2 separate regions of the Hordeum vulgare genome follow, and region 2 is linked to region 1. The links are chromatin contacts, called in public Hi-C maps. All regions are on one chromosome and are shown on one strand. The core of a region is the stretch at or near the end of the contact, and the rest is flanking DNA. Distances in the headings are between cores, read along the strand shown.

Region 1 (7,954 bases), core at 1,613-4,112:
CATATAATTAAGCTTTTGACCCGATCGAATTCATTCTTGATGCTACTACAAGGAATCAGACTTGGTCGTTACCGGCTTCTTGTGGATCCCAAGTTGGGCCCAGGTGAGGACCTCGAGCAGCTCATCCAAAGTCCCGTAGCCACCTGTGGTGCAAGAGATGGAGATTCTCAGATTTTGCATTTGAAGAATCCAGTGATTCACACTTGACAGGAGATCTATGTGGGGAGTAGCTATAATAAGATTCTCATACCGGGTAAGGCAATGAAAGCATCAGCAGAGCGAACCATCTCGGCCTTCCTCTCATGCATGCCGGAGACAGCTCTTACTTCCCCCACAGGCTCTCCAGTGACCTGAAATTTGAAGCAGTGACAGGAATATTAAGCAGGCAGTACTATTAATGAGTGCACATTTAGGGTTGGTGATAAATTATCTGTTCAAAACCCTCTACTGAAACTAGCAAATGCTGCAACAACCTAAAAAAAAAGGTCCTGAGAAAGGAGGTTCTTTGAATGTAAAGCACCGCACACACATTTGTGTGCAGTACGTACTGCATGAGCTCATCACATACTGTACTCGTACTAGGAGTAGAACGGAGTAGCTAGTACAGTAATAAATAAAGAAGAAAAAGACTACTAGCTCTACTTCTCCGTATACCTTGGTCAATAACAAGGACAGTTAGAGGGTGTTTGGATAGACTAAAAGTAGTGAGACTAAAACTTGCTAGCCTCATCCATGCTTGGATCCAAGTACTAAAGAGACTAAAATCAAGTTAATGAGCATTTATTATCCTCCAAACCCTCCAATCCAGAACTTGCATAAGGAGTTAAATGAGGAGAGAGAGGACTAATGCACATTTTAGTAGGGGTACCCTTGACTAAAAGATTTTAGCCTCAAGACTAGTTTTAGCCTCTCTTTAGTCAGGGGTGCTTGGAACTTTAGCCTCTTAAGGAGACTAGTTTTAGTCAGACTAGTTTTAGTCTCTTGGATCCAAGCACCCTCTTAGTAAAAGTGCTACTAGTTATGTTCAGCTACTTGTAAAAGTACTACTAGTACTACTCCAAGGGCAAGCGAAGTTATTACTGCTACTACTAGGTTGCATATCCGATGAAATCCAAAGGCAAGGCAAGCGAAGCAGTAGCTTTGGTAGTAGTAGTAGTACATTTAAAAGGGAGCACGCATTGGCGTTGGACCGGCGCACTATATTCATGTGAGGAACGTAAATGCAGAGAGAATTGAAGTGGATATGGCAGGCACGCATGCCTAGCAAAATGGAGTAAAAGCACTAGAAACATGAACCAAATGGGGCAGGAGTATCACCTCTCTGGGCATCAAGGACTTGGGGATGACCCTGCCAAACAAAAGAGAAGAGCAAACAGATAGATACATCAGTTTTCAGCATAAAGCAGTCAAACACAGTAAGGCCACAGCTTTTTGCCATGGCAAGAAACTGGCAAAACCAAAGCCCAGTGCTCCTAGTGTAGTGCAGTCTGCAGTGTAGGCACTGCACAGCTAGCTACAGGGTGCCGTGCAATAATTAGAGATACGTCCAAAGAGGAGGAGTCCATTTGGAGCATGCAGGCTAGGAGCCTTTCGGAAGCGAGTCCAAAAGGTGGTTCCACTCCTGTGAATGGAACCCAGACGCATTCAAAATGCCTCCCACTACCTGTGGCGATCAAAGCAAAGCAAAGGCTGCCATTTTGATACCAAGAAGGCGCAGGAAGCATGGACGCACGCACAGGAACACCACTCATCAAACAAGATAGATAGATAGATGGATGGATGGAGCACCTGCTGTGCAAACAAGCAGGAGAGAGCTGCCTATGATGCCATGGTGGGGAGGGAGGCAAGGCAATGAAATGAACTTACCCAATCACATGTCGTCCTCCATCATGAACTGCGTGGGAGACCAGGCCCATGAGCCCAATGGAGCCTCCTCCGTAGACCAGGTCGATGCCCCTCTCCACCTGCAACACAAACAAGAAACCGAATTAAAGGTGGGATTTTATTGTTTTGATGAAATACTCCTAGTACATGGAAGAAGCAAAACAAGAAGGATTGTTTCCTTCCGGGAAGAAAGCAAGCCATTATTGTCTTCCATGACCATTTCGGAGAGCAGAAATGGTGCAGCAACCATTTGTCCAGCGCGTGCGGTGCGTGAGGCGTGATCGAGCTACTATGTTAGCTGCCATGCCACATGTACTAGTACATGGTAGTATGATCATGCAGGCGTGATCCATGCCGATGCAGTGCGCTGTGCTGTGCACCCCACGACGTTCACGTTCTACAGCTCAGCAGCAGCAGGCAGAAGCTGGTGACGTGCCATCCCCAAACACACACGAACAAGAAGGTCGACATGTGGGGGAGGGGGCGACCGAAATAAAAGAGGGGACAAGAAGATTTCCATTGCCGCAAAACTTAAAACCCAAAATAAAAGATTTCTATGGGGGCTGCCTTCTTGGCGCGTGAGCGTGAGCGTGACAGGGAGAGAAGGAGGAAGGTGATGACGTACCAGCTCCTTGCCGAGCTCGACGGCGGCGTCCTGGTAGCTGGCCTTTCGGCCCTTGGCGCTGCCGCAGTAGACGCAGATCCGCCTGAACCGGGAGCGCCTGTCCCCGCTCTCCGGGGCTACTCCGCCAGCCGCGCCGGTGCCGGTGTTCTTCTCTGTCGTGGCCTCGACTGCCATCGCCTCCGTGGGTGTTGGTGCTAGGGAAGGCTGGTGGTTCTTCGCTCCGGGTAGGTACTGCTGCTGGTAGGGGAGGGGGAGGGGGAGGCGAGGTTGTGACTTGAGTTGAGCCGGATGTCGTGGGGGGAGGCGTCCATTTATAGAGAGAGGGTGCTTCTGCTTGGGCATGGATGGGTGTTCGTTGGTTGGTTGGTGGGTCCAACATTGTTGGGCTATGTCTTCCCCACAACTGACCTGAGAGTACACTACTTTTCTCTCTCTATTTCTTTGGTTTCTTCTTGAAGAAAAAAGAAGGTTTCGTAGCTTTGCGTTCCATTCATATTTGTTTGGGGTCCTTCTAACCCTTTGGTGCTAGTTTTTACATTTCGTCCTACTAATTTTTGTTAGAGTAAATTAGGTGGTTGTGTGTGTAAGAGAGACCGAGACAAGAAACGTGACATTAGTTCGGCCAGTGCTAGGCGCCGGTGTGCCGGCCCGAAGGCTAGCGCCCGTCGCGCAGCAGCCGTCGGATCAGGGCCCCCCTGACCGTCAGATCTGCTCGCGCGAGCCCCCACCGCCCCGTTATCCTCGCACGCGGTGCCGTCTCAGCACGCGCCTCGCCTCCGCCGATGCCTCAGCACGTGCCGACCGCCTCGCCTGCGCCGACGCCCCAGCACGCGCCGACCGCCTCGCCTCCTCATCGCTGGTCGCCCTCACCGTCGGTCGCCGCCGGTCGTCGCCTTGGCCGCCCGTCGAAAGCACCATGGATGCAGGCCGTCGGTCTTCACCTCGTTTCGGTCGCATCTCACCCTCTGTGTTGCAAACGCTGGATAAAAAGTTTCAACCGTGTGTAGAAAAAGCTTCAACCGTTAAAAAAAAAGTTTCAACCAAAAACTTCGCGAGGGGAAGTTGCAAACGTTGACAGAAAAAGCTTCAACCGTGTATGAAAAAAGTTTCAAACGCCGCTCCGACTGCAGCATCTCGCGTGGTCACTCCTCAAAAAGTTTCAACCGTGTATAGAAAAGCTTCAACCGTTAAAAAAAAGCTTCAACCAAAAACTTCACGAGGAAAAGTATGATTTGCCTTGTAGCTTTTTATATGTATGATTGCAGCTTTTTTAATCAACGGTTGAAGCTTTTTTAAACAACCGTTGCAACAATTTTGAGTGACGTTTTGTAAACACTTGTATACGTGCGCCCCGGCCATGGCGGGAAGACGACGAGGACGAGGACGACGGGCGAAAGCTGGATCCGGCGATGCGGACGGTCGACGGTGGCGGGAACTGGCGATTCGGGCGGGCCGACGGGGGCAAGGACTGGCGCAGGGACGGCGGCGGCGCAGGGGCGCGCGGATGATGCGGCGCAGCGCGCGAGCCGTTCGAGATGGGGAGGAAATCGCGGGCGTTTAGGATGAGGTGGAGCGCGCGAGATCAACGACGCGCGTGCGTTCGGCCGAAGCGTTCCGCCGGCGCACGGGTGGTAAACGTTTACCCATTAGTTCTCTTCCTCTATGGAGTAGTAGATGATCCTTCCCGCAAGTTGCAACGAACAACCAACTATATGAGTATCACCTCCGAGAAGATGGGACTTGTTGCGCATCCAAACCAAACCAAATCCCTATCAGTATAGTACTCCCTTCGTCTCAAAATAAGTGTCTCAACTTTATACTAGCTCTAGTACAAAGTTGTACTAAGCTTGAGACATTTATTTTGGTATGGAGGGAGTAGTAGCCAATGGTCAAAATCCAAATTAACGGTGTCATGTGTAAGGGCATGTACAATGATTTTATTTTAAAAAGTCACGTAGGATAAATGATAAGGTGAAAGAAAACAGAATCATAAGAAAAGACTTGCCTTCTCTTGTTTAAGATAAAAAAAATGTTTTCTTAGCATACAATATGTATCACCATATTTCTATGAGCTAGTTATTGAAGATAAGCCTAAGAGATGATCTATTGTAGACATGTCTTTTTATCATCTTTAAATTACATGTAATAAGATAAAACTATCTTATCAACCACTGTACATGTCCTAAGTGTGCTCGGAATTTTTCAGTGCGAGTTCCTTTATTATCGCGAGGTTACGGTTGAGATTTGAATATGTTGAAGACGTGCATTCAGTGCGTCCCCGATGAGTCCTGTCCCAGCTAGACGTATGATCAAATGGGTTTTTATCGTTGCACTAGTAGAAAAGAGGGCTTTGGTCCACTTGATGAACTCCCATTAGTCCCGGTTCACTCACGAACCTGGAACCATGTGGGCATAGGTCCCGGTTCGTGAGGCCTGGGCACCGGCCGGGCTTCGTGGGCCATTTGTCCCGGTTCGTTTGTCACCTTCAGTCCCGGTTCCAGACACGAACCGAGATCAATGTGCCTCGCTCCTGGCCCACAACCAATAGTCCCGATTTGTGGCTGGAACCGGGACCTCAGGTTGTCCTTTGGTCTCGGTTCCAGCCACAAACCGGGACCAACGGTTGGCCTACATATACCCCCGCGAGCAGAGCAGTGCACTGCTCTGTATTTTCGGCCGACTGTGGGAGAGCTTTGTGGTGCTCTAGCTCACCTCCTATGCACATGAGGTGTTCGATGAAATGCGTGAGCCACACTTAAGCTTTCTCCTTTAGAAGCTCCTTGTCCAAGCTCCATTTTCATCAAGATTTGTGTAGTTCTTAATACACTTTGTTATATAACGCACGCAGATGAACCGTCAATGGATGTACGGTGACCGACGCACCTCTGAGTATATTAATGGCCTGCATAATTTTATCAAAGCGGCTAAGGCAAACAAGCAGAATGGTTTTATGCATTGTCCATGTACTGTTTGTGGGAATAAGAAGGAATTCTCCGACTATAAAACCCTTCACTTCCACTTGCTTCAGAAGGGTTTTATGCCACACTATAATGTTTGGACCAAGCACGGAGAAAGAGGGGTTATGATGGAAGAAACATAGAAGAAGAGGATGATGACAACTACCCGCCCCCTGAACACGGTGATGCTGCAATGGGGGAAGCTGAAGATCAAGAGGAACCAGACGATGTGCCTGATGATGATCTTCGTCGGGTCATTGTTGATGCACATAGAGAATGCGAAAGTGAAAGGGAGAAGTCGAAGTTCGATCGCATGTTAGAGGATCACAAAAAAGGGTTGTATCCAAATTGCGAAGATGACAACACAAAGCTCGGTACCACACTGGAATTGCTGCAATGGAAGGCGGATAATGGTGTATCTGACAAGGCATTTAGTTCGCTACTGAAATTAATGAAGAAGAAGCTTCCAAAGGATCACGAATTGCCCGACAGTACGTACGAAGCGAAGAAGGTTCTATGCCCTCTTGGATTGGAGGTGCAGAAGATACATGCATGCCCTAATGACTGCATCCTCTACCGCAGTGAGTACGAGGATTTGAACGCATGCCCGGTATGTGGCGCATTGTGGTATAAGATCAGAAGAGATGACCCTGGTGATGTTGAGGGCCAGCGCACCGGACAGATGGTTCATGCCAAGGTGATGTCGTATGCTCCTATAATACCACGGTTGAAACGTCTGTTTAGAAACAAAAAGCATGCCGAGTTGATGCAATGGCACATAAAAGACCGTAAGAAAGACGGGAAGTTGAGAGCACCCGCTGATGGGTTGAAGTGGAGAAAGATCGAGAGAAAGTGGAGCGACTTTACACGTGACCCAAGGAACGTATGGTTTGGTTTAAGTGCGGATGGCATTAATCCTTTTGGGGAGCAGAGCGGCAAGCATAGCACATGGCATGCGACTCTATGTATGTATAACCTTCCTCCTTGGTTGTGCATGAAGCGGAAGTTCATTATGATGCCATTGCTCATCCAAGGCCCTAGGCAACCCGGCAATGACATTGATGTGTACCTAAGGCCATTAGTTGATGAACTTTCACAACTATGGAATGGAAATGATGTACGTGTGTGGGATGAGAACGAACAAGACGAATTTGACCTACATGCGTTTCTGTTTGTAACCATCAACGATTGGCCTGCTCTCAGTAACCTTTTAGGACAGACAAACAAGGGATACAGCGCATGCACACACTGTTTAGATGATACCGACAATATATATTTGGAGAAATGCAGGAAGAATGTGTACATGGGGCATCGTCGATTTCTTCCGACCAGCCATCAATGTCGAAAGAAAGGAAAGCATTTAAAAGGTGAGGCAGATCACCGGAAGATGCCCGCCCTCCGTACTGGTGATCACATACTTGATATGGTCAATGATTTACAAGTAATCTTTGGAAAGGGTCCTGGCGGACTATCTATTCCGGATGACGATGCGGGACACGCACCCATGTGGAAGAAGAAATCTATATTTTGGGACCTACCCTATTGGAAAGACCTAGAGGTCCGCTCTGCAATCGACGTGATGCACGTGAAGAATAATCTTTGCTTGAACCTGTTAGGCTTCTTGGGAGTGTATGGGAAGACAAAATATACACCGAAGGCACGGGAGGAACATCAACGTGTGCATGAAAAGATGACATGCATCTAGAGTAGTATGAAGGTCCTGGCAGCTACGCTCTTACCAAAGAAGAGAAGGAAATCTTCTTTGAATGTCTGCTCAGTATGAAGGTCCCGTCTGGTTTCTCGTTGAATATAAAGGGAATAATAAATATGGCAGAGAAAAAGTTTCAGAACCTAAAGTCTCATGACTGCCACGTGATTATGACCCAACTGCTTCCGGTTGCATTGAGGGGGCTTCTACGAGAAAACGTTCGATTAGCCATTGTGAAGCTATGTGCATTTCTCAATGCCATCTCTCAGAAGGTGATCGATCGAGCAATCCTGCCAAGGTTAAGGAGTGATTTGGTGCAATGTCTTGTTAGTTTCGAGCTGGTGTTCCACCATCCTTCTTCAATATCATGACGCACGTCCTAGTTCATCTAGTCGACGAGATTGTCGTTCTGGGCCCTGTATTTCTACACAATATGTTCCCCTTTGAGAGGTTCATGGGAGTCTTAAAGAAATATGTTCGTAACCGCGCTAAGCCAGAAGGAAGCATCTCCATGGGCAATCAAACAGAGGATGTCATTGGATTTTGTGTTGACTTCATTCCTGACCTTAAGAAGATTGGTCTCCCTCAATTGCGGTATGAGGGGAGACTGACTGGAAAAGGCACACTAGGATCGGAGCCAATAATGTGTATGGACGGGCATTCTTGGTCTCAAGCACACTACACAGTTCTACAGAATTCTACCTTGATGACCCCGTATGTCGATGAACACAAGAATATTCTGAGCTCCATACACCCGAAGCAGTATGACGACTGGATTAC
Region 2 (7,954 bases), core at 2,790-5,289, 740 kb after region 1:
TAGTGCTTTTCAGAAATTCTCTTGACATCCTCCACCTGGAAGTAAGCACATCAAAACTTAGCAAATATTCAGATGAGAGCCAAACTTCACAAATTTCAAGATGTCCTGTCTCATGGGCAGGGTGTACCCCCATAATGCTCAATTTCCCATTATCACAAACCACAAGATAGGTATAAAAAGCTAATTCATCACATAGTTGCAACATCATAATTCGCAAATAAAGCAGAAACATCACAATGATCAGAACTACCGAATAAGACAAGCGAGTTCACCAATCATGAATGACATTATCAATTTACTTATTTAAATGTCGATCCTGGTTGGAGAAGTGCAAACAATACATCCAGGTTCGACTGCAATTACTCGAACCACAGGAGCCTCTTTCCATCAATCCTCTTTGAGAAGAGCCCTTTGTTGGGAGTTCATTGCACCCCATCTACAATAAGTTGGCAAACTAACGGAATGCATCAGTGTATAATGAATGCAAAGTTGTGAAGAAAGCCTCATTACTCTCAGCAGCTAGTTCAATGGTCTAATACAGGATATCCAGTACCACAATCACCAACAAACCTGCAAACCATACCGAGACTGGCAAGCTATCCCCCATACGATGAATGGGTGATAAATAGTTTACACCCAGACACTACCGCTTATATTTTGGTAACAAATTAGACACGGCAAATATGTTATGACATCAGCTGAATATTCATCCTGCAAAATGGATGCTAGTGTGGATGAGGAGAATAGAACCACTCCTAGAGCATCTCCAACAGATGCCGTAAAATAGCAGCCATGCCCATAAAACTGCCGTTTGGGGCATTTGCAGCCAAAAAACGCCTCCAACAGATGACCTATAGCTATATGATGCCCCAAAAAAATTACATCATGCCCCAAAATTTGCTACAAGTGATGCAAATATGCTGCTGCGCTAAAAGCAAAAACGATGTGGCGAGAACCCAAGCGCCCGAAGTGAACTTTCACCGATGCCTCACCGCCTCACCCTCATCTCCACGACGGGCGCCACCGCCACCCCGCCGCTGGGGGCCACCACCATGACCCCCATGACTGCCACCATCGCCTTGTCCCGCCCAATTTCAATTTCAGCCATCCCACCACGCTCGACACTGTCGGATCTGACCACACCGCCCACCCCAAGCTCCCAATGCCATCCCCGAGCACCGCACTACGGTCCCAAGCACCATGCCGCTGTTCCCAAGCACTGCACCGCTGTCCCCGAGCTCCCGCCGTCGGATCCGCCTCTCGGCCTCCACTCTGTTGGATTGTCATGTCCCATGTGGCTCTCAAATTTTAGGGCTGCTCGAAAAGAAGAAACTTTTCTGGTGCCTAAAAACCTTCTAATTCCTCACATAAAACCATTTTTAGGGCACCAAATTTTTGGGCATCTGTTGGAGATGCTCTTAGTCAATAAGGGCAACTCCAACGGGCCGACCCAAACAGACGGCGATTTTGTCCGCTTTTGGTCCGTTTGGGTCGGACAGGCGGACATGAACGTCCGCTTCCGCAAATGGGTCGGCGCATGCGCCCAACGCTGGCCGGACCCATTTTTACCGGCGTGCAAAAAAAAATACATAAATACATAATTAAACATTAAAAGCCAGCCACGAAGGCCGGCGAGAGTCCACGCGTCCGCATTACATTAATTAAACCTAAAAAAACTAAAACTACGAGGCCAGCCCTAGGCGGCGGCATCGGGGCCGGTGAGGTCGACCAGCGTAGGCGCAGGGCCGGCCTAGGGGAACGCCGTGTTCCAGAGCGCAGCTGCCTGTGCCTCCGTCGTCTGTCCCGCCAGCGCGGGCTGTGCTGGTGGCGGTGGCAGCGCAGCAGCACGGGCACGCTCCTCCTCCTCCGCCTCCTTCTCCACCTCCATGAGCCGAAGGCCTTCGGCGCGCAACGCCAGCAGGTGTTGCGCCCTCCAGTGCTCGAGGTAGGCTTGCTCCTGCTGCGATGTCGCGCACAGCCAGATGGGCGGCGCCGTGAAGAACTCGTGGATGACGCCGGTCCACTGGTAGACCTCCCGCGGCTCTGTGGGCTCGGGCTTCGGCGGAGGTGGCACTACGCAGTCGCCGGTGGCCGACAGCGCGATGGCCTCCGCGAGCTGCTGCTGGTACGCCTCCTCCTCGTCGGCCCTGCGCCGCGCTTCCTCCTCGCTGTCACGGAGGACAGCTGCGAGCGCCGCCTGGTAGGCGGCCTCAGCCTCCTGGTCCTCGTCGCTGACGACAGGCGGGGGCGGCGGAGGGCCTCCTGGCTGCACTTCGCACGCCACGACGGGGCTGCTCCTCGTGCTCCACCGCGAACCACACCTCCCAGTTAGGGGAGTCGGCCGCGTACGTACGGTCTTGCCGCTGCTCCGTCGTCAGCAGACCCCGACGGCGGCTCACCTCCTCCGCATGCACCCGCGCCGACCGCGGCACGGCCGGCACCGGAATCCTCTCCGGATCCAGATGCCAGCCCTGCGGCAGCGTGACATCGAGGTAAGGGAGCGGCACGCGGTGCTCCCAGTGCCACCGCGTTTGGTGCACCGGGACGCTCACGCGCTGGCGAGGCTGGTGGGAAGAAGGCGGCGGGGAGATGGCGCGGGGGTAGAGCGGGGCCTTGCCCTTGTTTGGGAAGCCGCTGGCCATGGTGTGCTAGGGTTTTGGTCGCCGAGGAGGTAGTTGGATGTGGACGGGCGGGGTTCTGAAAGCAGATGGCGGAACCCACCGCATGCTCGGATTAAAAAAGGCCGGCCGCGGTCGCTGACGCGTGGGCCCGAGGATGGCGCCCGTCATAAATAATGTTGACCGCGATGGTTGGGGGCGGACACCGAGGGGGCGCGCGCGTGTCCGCACCGACGCATTTCAGTCCCAAATTTGGGCCGGAAATGGGTCGGCGTGGACGCGTTTTGGCAATGGGTCGGCGTGTTGGGTCATCATTTTTGTCCGCGCCGACCCAAACTGATGGCGGCGGACGAAATGGGTCGCCCCATTGAAGTTGCTCTAACATCTTAAGAGTCGACCTTATTGTCTTTTCACGCAATCACATTTAGTGTAAACTCTTTGTATACAATCAGCTTCAGACACACCCTATTGTACGAGTTATTTTATACACGATACTATATGACATGGACAGACTGAAGTCTACAACTCACTCTTCTTATCTTTGGAGATTACCTTACAAATATGTGACAAATACTCCCTCTGTTCACAAATATAAAATGTTTTGAATATTTCAATATGGACTACATACGGATTGAAAAAAGTTAGAATGTCTTATATTTTTGAAAGGAGGAAGTATATGCAAAGTCATCAGTACATAGAAATCCCTAGCTGAGAAGTGACAAACTGCATGAAAATGCAAAGAAGATAAATCAATGTTGATTATCTCGTCTGAATAGGTAAATCACAAGCAAGAATGGAGTTAAACTACACCATCCTTTCCATAACAATCACAGCAGTTTTGTTAAGGGTATTTTTCCACGGCCATAACAAATCATTCGCGATCCGCATCTACCTCCATGAGACTGTTATTCGTTCAGTACTTTCAATTAGGAAATGGAGTTCTGATACAACGAAGCGAAAGAATCTAACACCAGATGATTACTTAATCAACCAGCAACATCTCATCCACACAAGATCACGATACATCAGAGATTATAGGGAGTCGACAAGTTTTTCTATATCTAACCGTAAAGAAATGGCTACATCAAATCGGAGGATGCTTTACCAATTTGCGCAAAAGAAATTACGTTAATGAACTATATCAGTCGATGTTAACGAAAAAGGAGCCGGCTAAACGGCGGTGTGGGTGCGGGGGCGGGGGATCACCTGTCGGGCGATGGCGGCGCGGGCCAGGAGGTGGTCTTTGTAAAGGAGCAAGAAGCCCACCGCTGACGCCGTCGCCGCACCGGCCGCGAACGACGAGAGCCGAACCCGCCATACGTAGCCCATCCTGCCCCTTCTTGCTCGCCGGAAACGAAGTTTTTATTTTATTATTTTGAGAGAAATGCCGGAGAGGAAGATGACAGACAGCGCCCAGGATTGACGATTTTGCCTGCTTCTCGACGGCAAACAGTGTTACGAGCTGGGCCTCGGAACGTTCGTCCATCCCAGCCCAGCCCACGTTCTATCCTCCCGTCCGGTCTGCTTGTTTTGATTAATACATAAATGCCCGTGCGTTTCAACAGAAGAAAAATAAACAATAAAAAAAAGTATAATCCATTGCTAAGGAACGCATGGATATTACAAAAAAAGACACGCACGTGAAGTCTTAAATTATAAAATATGTAAAAAAAAAACTAATGCAAGTACATCATGTCCAAAGATTATAACATTTTGCAAATATTTATGGTTAAGTTTACATGTTACAATACAGATAACAGATACAAAATAAATACAAATATTTATTAGCATTGTATCCTATATAGTATTTTAAAAATATTTAACATGTAAAATAACAAAATATTCAAACTCTACACATTTTTAATATAACATGTTTAAATTGAATTTACGGTTTAAAAGATATTGTTATTTGAAAATACATATTTATTCTGAATATACTTCGGGGTTATTAACACATATGTGAGGGGTTTACGTAAAATTTTGAAAAAACGATTCACTCTGACTACAATTTGGACCGCGGGTTATTTAGCATGAAAGTAAGGGGGTCTTGTGTAAAATGTGAAAAAAACGGTTCGGTCTCACTTATAAACGGACTGCAAGTTAATTAAAGAAAACTATAGGGGCCTTTCTGCAAAAAAGCCATGACGAACGACAAAAGCCATCGGTGCTTTATTATCAGGGAGAGAGTAGAGTGACGTGTCACAAAAAAAAGTAGAATGCCTATGCACTACCCTCTTGTTTAGGGTTTCTCGTCCTTCGACAGCTATTCCATCTTCGTTGTGAGTTTACCTCGCAGCCGATCCTTCTCCTGCTAGCGCATATCATCCTGGTCTCCTGCCGTGGGTGTGAGATTGTTTTTGGTTGGTTTCTCCACTTGATGATCGACTAGCCCTAACCCTAGATGGTGGCTTCGGAAGGGTCCTCGTCGATGGCCGGCTGGATCGGTAAGAATCTAGACGAGATGCTACATCACCTCGATCTGAAGGATGACGAGCTAGATGACGTGGTTTTAGGGGAAGAAGAGGTGAAGAAGTTTGAGGGAGAGGCACGATGGATGGCGATCTAAAAGCTGCACACGGCACGTCCTTTTAGTTCCACTGCAATGCTCGAGACTCTAAAACCGGTCTGGGGGCTAGCGCATGTGCCAAAGTTCAGAGAGGCGGGAGATAACTTGTTTGTGTTTCACATGTTTTGCTTGGGCGATTGGAAGAAGGTCGTTCATGGCGGCCCATGGATGTTCAAGGGGATGGGTCTTCTGATCGAGGACTACAATGGAAAGACAGGCCCATCTTGGGTGATCTTTGATGGTCTGTACATCTGGGCTCAAATCCATAGTATTTTTTTATCTATACCGCAAGGCGGAGGTTGTGGATCAACTTGTTGTCCGAATAGGCACAGTGAAGGAGATTCTACCCGCTCCAAAGTTATACTATGGGGGTGACTACGTGAGAGTCCGGGCGTGAGTTTTGGTGCATAAGCCCCTTACCACAGTCACACCACTGAATGCCATGGGTGAGGGGTGTCGTTTACTCCTAGTCAAATATGAGTACTTTTCCTCGTCCTCCGACGGCTATTCCATCTCCGTTGTGAGTTTACCTCGCAGCCGATCCTTCTCCTGCTAGCACACATCATCCTCGTCTCATGTCGTGGGTGTGAGATCGTTTTTGGTTGGTTTCTCCACTTGACGGTCGACTAGCCCTAACCCTAGATGGTGGCTTCGGAAGGGTCCTCATCGATGGCCGGCTGGACCGGTATGAATCTAGAGGAGATGCTACAGCACCTCGATCTGAAGGATGAGGAGGTGGATGGCGTGGTTTTAGGGGAAGAAGAGGTGAAGAAGTTTGAGGGAGAGGCACGATGGATGGCGATCTAAAAACTGCACACGACACGTCATTTTAGTTCCACTGCAATGTTCGAGACTCTAAAACCGGTCTGGGGGCTAGCGCATGTGCCGAAGTTCAGAGAGGCGGGAGATAACTTGTTTGTGTTTCACATGTTTTGTTTGGGCGATTGGAAGAAGGTCGTTCATGGCGGCCCATGGATGTTCAAGGGGATGGGTCTTCTGATCGAGGACTACAATGGCAAGACAGACCCATCTTGGGTAATCTTTGATGGTCTATACATCTGGGCTCAAATCCATAGTATTTTTTATCTATACCGCAAGGTGGAGGTTGTGGATCAACTTGCTGGCCGAATAGGCACAGTGAAGGAGATTCTACCCGCTCCAAAGTTATACAGTCACGCCACTAAATGCATAAGCCCCTTATAACAGTCACGCCACTAAATGCCATGGGTGAGGGGTGTCGTTTTCTCCCACTCAAATATGAGAAGATGCCTTACTTTTTCCAGGTATGTGGACTCATGGGGCACAATCATGAAGAGTGTGACGATGGTGTTTGGGAACCAAAACAACAGTGGTTTGGAAGTTGGATGTTGGCCCAACGCAAGGAATCGGTTTTGTAACATCAGCAACTTGGAGGACGCACTCCTCGAGGGGGCTGATCTAGGGGCAACACATATTTGGTGCTGGTCGGGGCGGCCCACCTCCATGTAAGCGCTTACCACCATGCAAGAGGTCATCCGAGGAGGTTGGCTTTGACAAGGGAGAAGAGATTGATGAAGACGTGACTAGTCCAATGATACCTAATGGACCAATGAGCACTGAGAGTGTTGAGGAGCTACCGACATGGCGTAACCTGAATGATGCCCTTACTATTAGCAGCAACATCCCTCGCGAGAGGAACAACACGGGGATGGAACTAGTGATCAATGACCCAAACCGAGGGGTAGTGGTGATTGATACGTCCATTTTGCATTATGCTTTCATGTTGATATTTATCGCTTTATGGGTTGTTATTACACTTCACGGTACAATACTTATGCATTTTCTCTCTTATTTTGCAAGGTTTACATGAAGAGGGAGAATCCCGGCAGCTGGAATTCTGGCCTGAAAAAGGAGCAAGTTTGAGATACCTATTCTTGCATGCGAATCTATCCATTTTATTAGGACATTTAATAATTACAAAAAATGCATGAGTTTAAAATGGCAATAATTAAATAACCGTGCATCGGATTTTAAAACTTTATACGTGTAAAATGCTTAGAATTTTGTGTAGTTTCATAATATCCAACTTTCAACCATGTTAAAATTATTTAACTTGTTGTTCATGTAATTTGCATAAATGTCATATTAAAATAATTTATTTCATAACTACTTAACAGTAGCTCCGATTAAAATGATCCACATATGTAACTCGACTTGAAAAATATGTAGAATAACATGGTGATATTTGTTTTGCTATTTAACAACTCTAAAATTGTGAATAGGGCAGAACCATAGCAAATTCGAAAATTACATATGGGGATTTTCCGGAATTGTTATTTGTTGTTCCGGCCTCATTTAAACTTGCCTAGAATTTCATTTAGTTTCATAATATCTTGCTCCATCCATTATTTAACATGCTCGTAGTTGTTAGTGCATACATTTTGCATTCATGACATATTATCTTGTGAGGGTCATATCTTTTAGACCGTAACCCCATTTTAGATGATCTATATATGTAAATCGACTAGAATGACGTGTAGAATCACATGTTCCACTTTATTTTGCTCTTTAACAAATATAAGACATGTTTAGTTCAGATCTGGACCATTTTTGAAATTAACATATGGGGTTATTTCAAAATTGTTATATGTTTTTTCTGACCTCGTTTAAAATGCGTAGATTGTATACTTATTTATGCTTCACCTCTTGCCATGGTTAACAATATTTAACATTTTCGTGTACCTAAACGGGAGTGAACTAAGTAATTCAAGTGTGGAGTTTTGTCAATATG

Evidence for each region. Hi-C and Micro-C count contacts between places; a contact is called where the count stands out from the background.
Region 2: a contact with region 1 is called in a Hi-C map of leaf, with 7 times the contacts expected there. The contact joins the promoter of LOC123443791 here to the promoter of LOC123443787 in region 1. A contact is called at or near these places in 2 of 6 Hi-C or Micro-C datasets (leaf and seedling).

Annotation. Positions count from the first base shown.
Region 1 is chr3H:337,594,643-337,602,596 of MorexV3_pseudomolecules_assembly, forward strand. It overlaps LOC123443787 (cytokinin riboside 5'-monophosphate phosphoribohydrolase LOG-like), which reads right to left and starts at 2,863. Exons shown (of 7, transcript XM_045120318.1): 1 at 2,510-2,863; 2 at 1,867-1,964; 3 at 1,318-1,348; 4 at 251-350; 5 at 73-143. The coding sequence starts at 2,851.
Region 2 is chr3H:338,328,750-338,336,703 of MorexV3_pseudomolecules_assembly, forward strand. It overlaps LOC123443791, which reads right to left and starts at 4,040. Exons shown (of 2, transcript XM_045120321.1): 1 at 3,825-4,040; 2 at 1-35. The coding sequence starts at 3,947.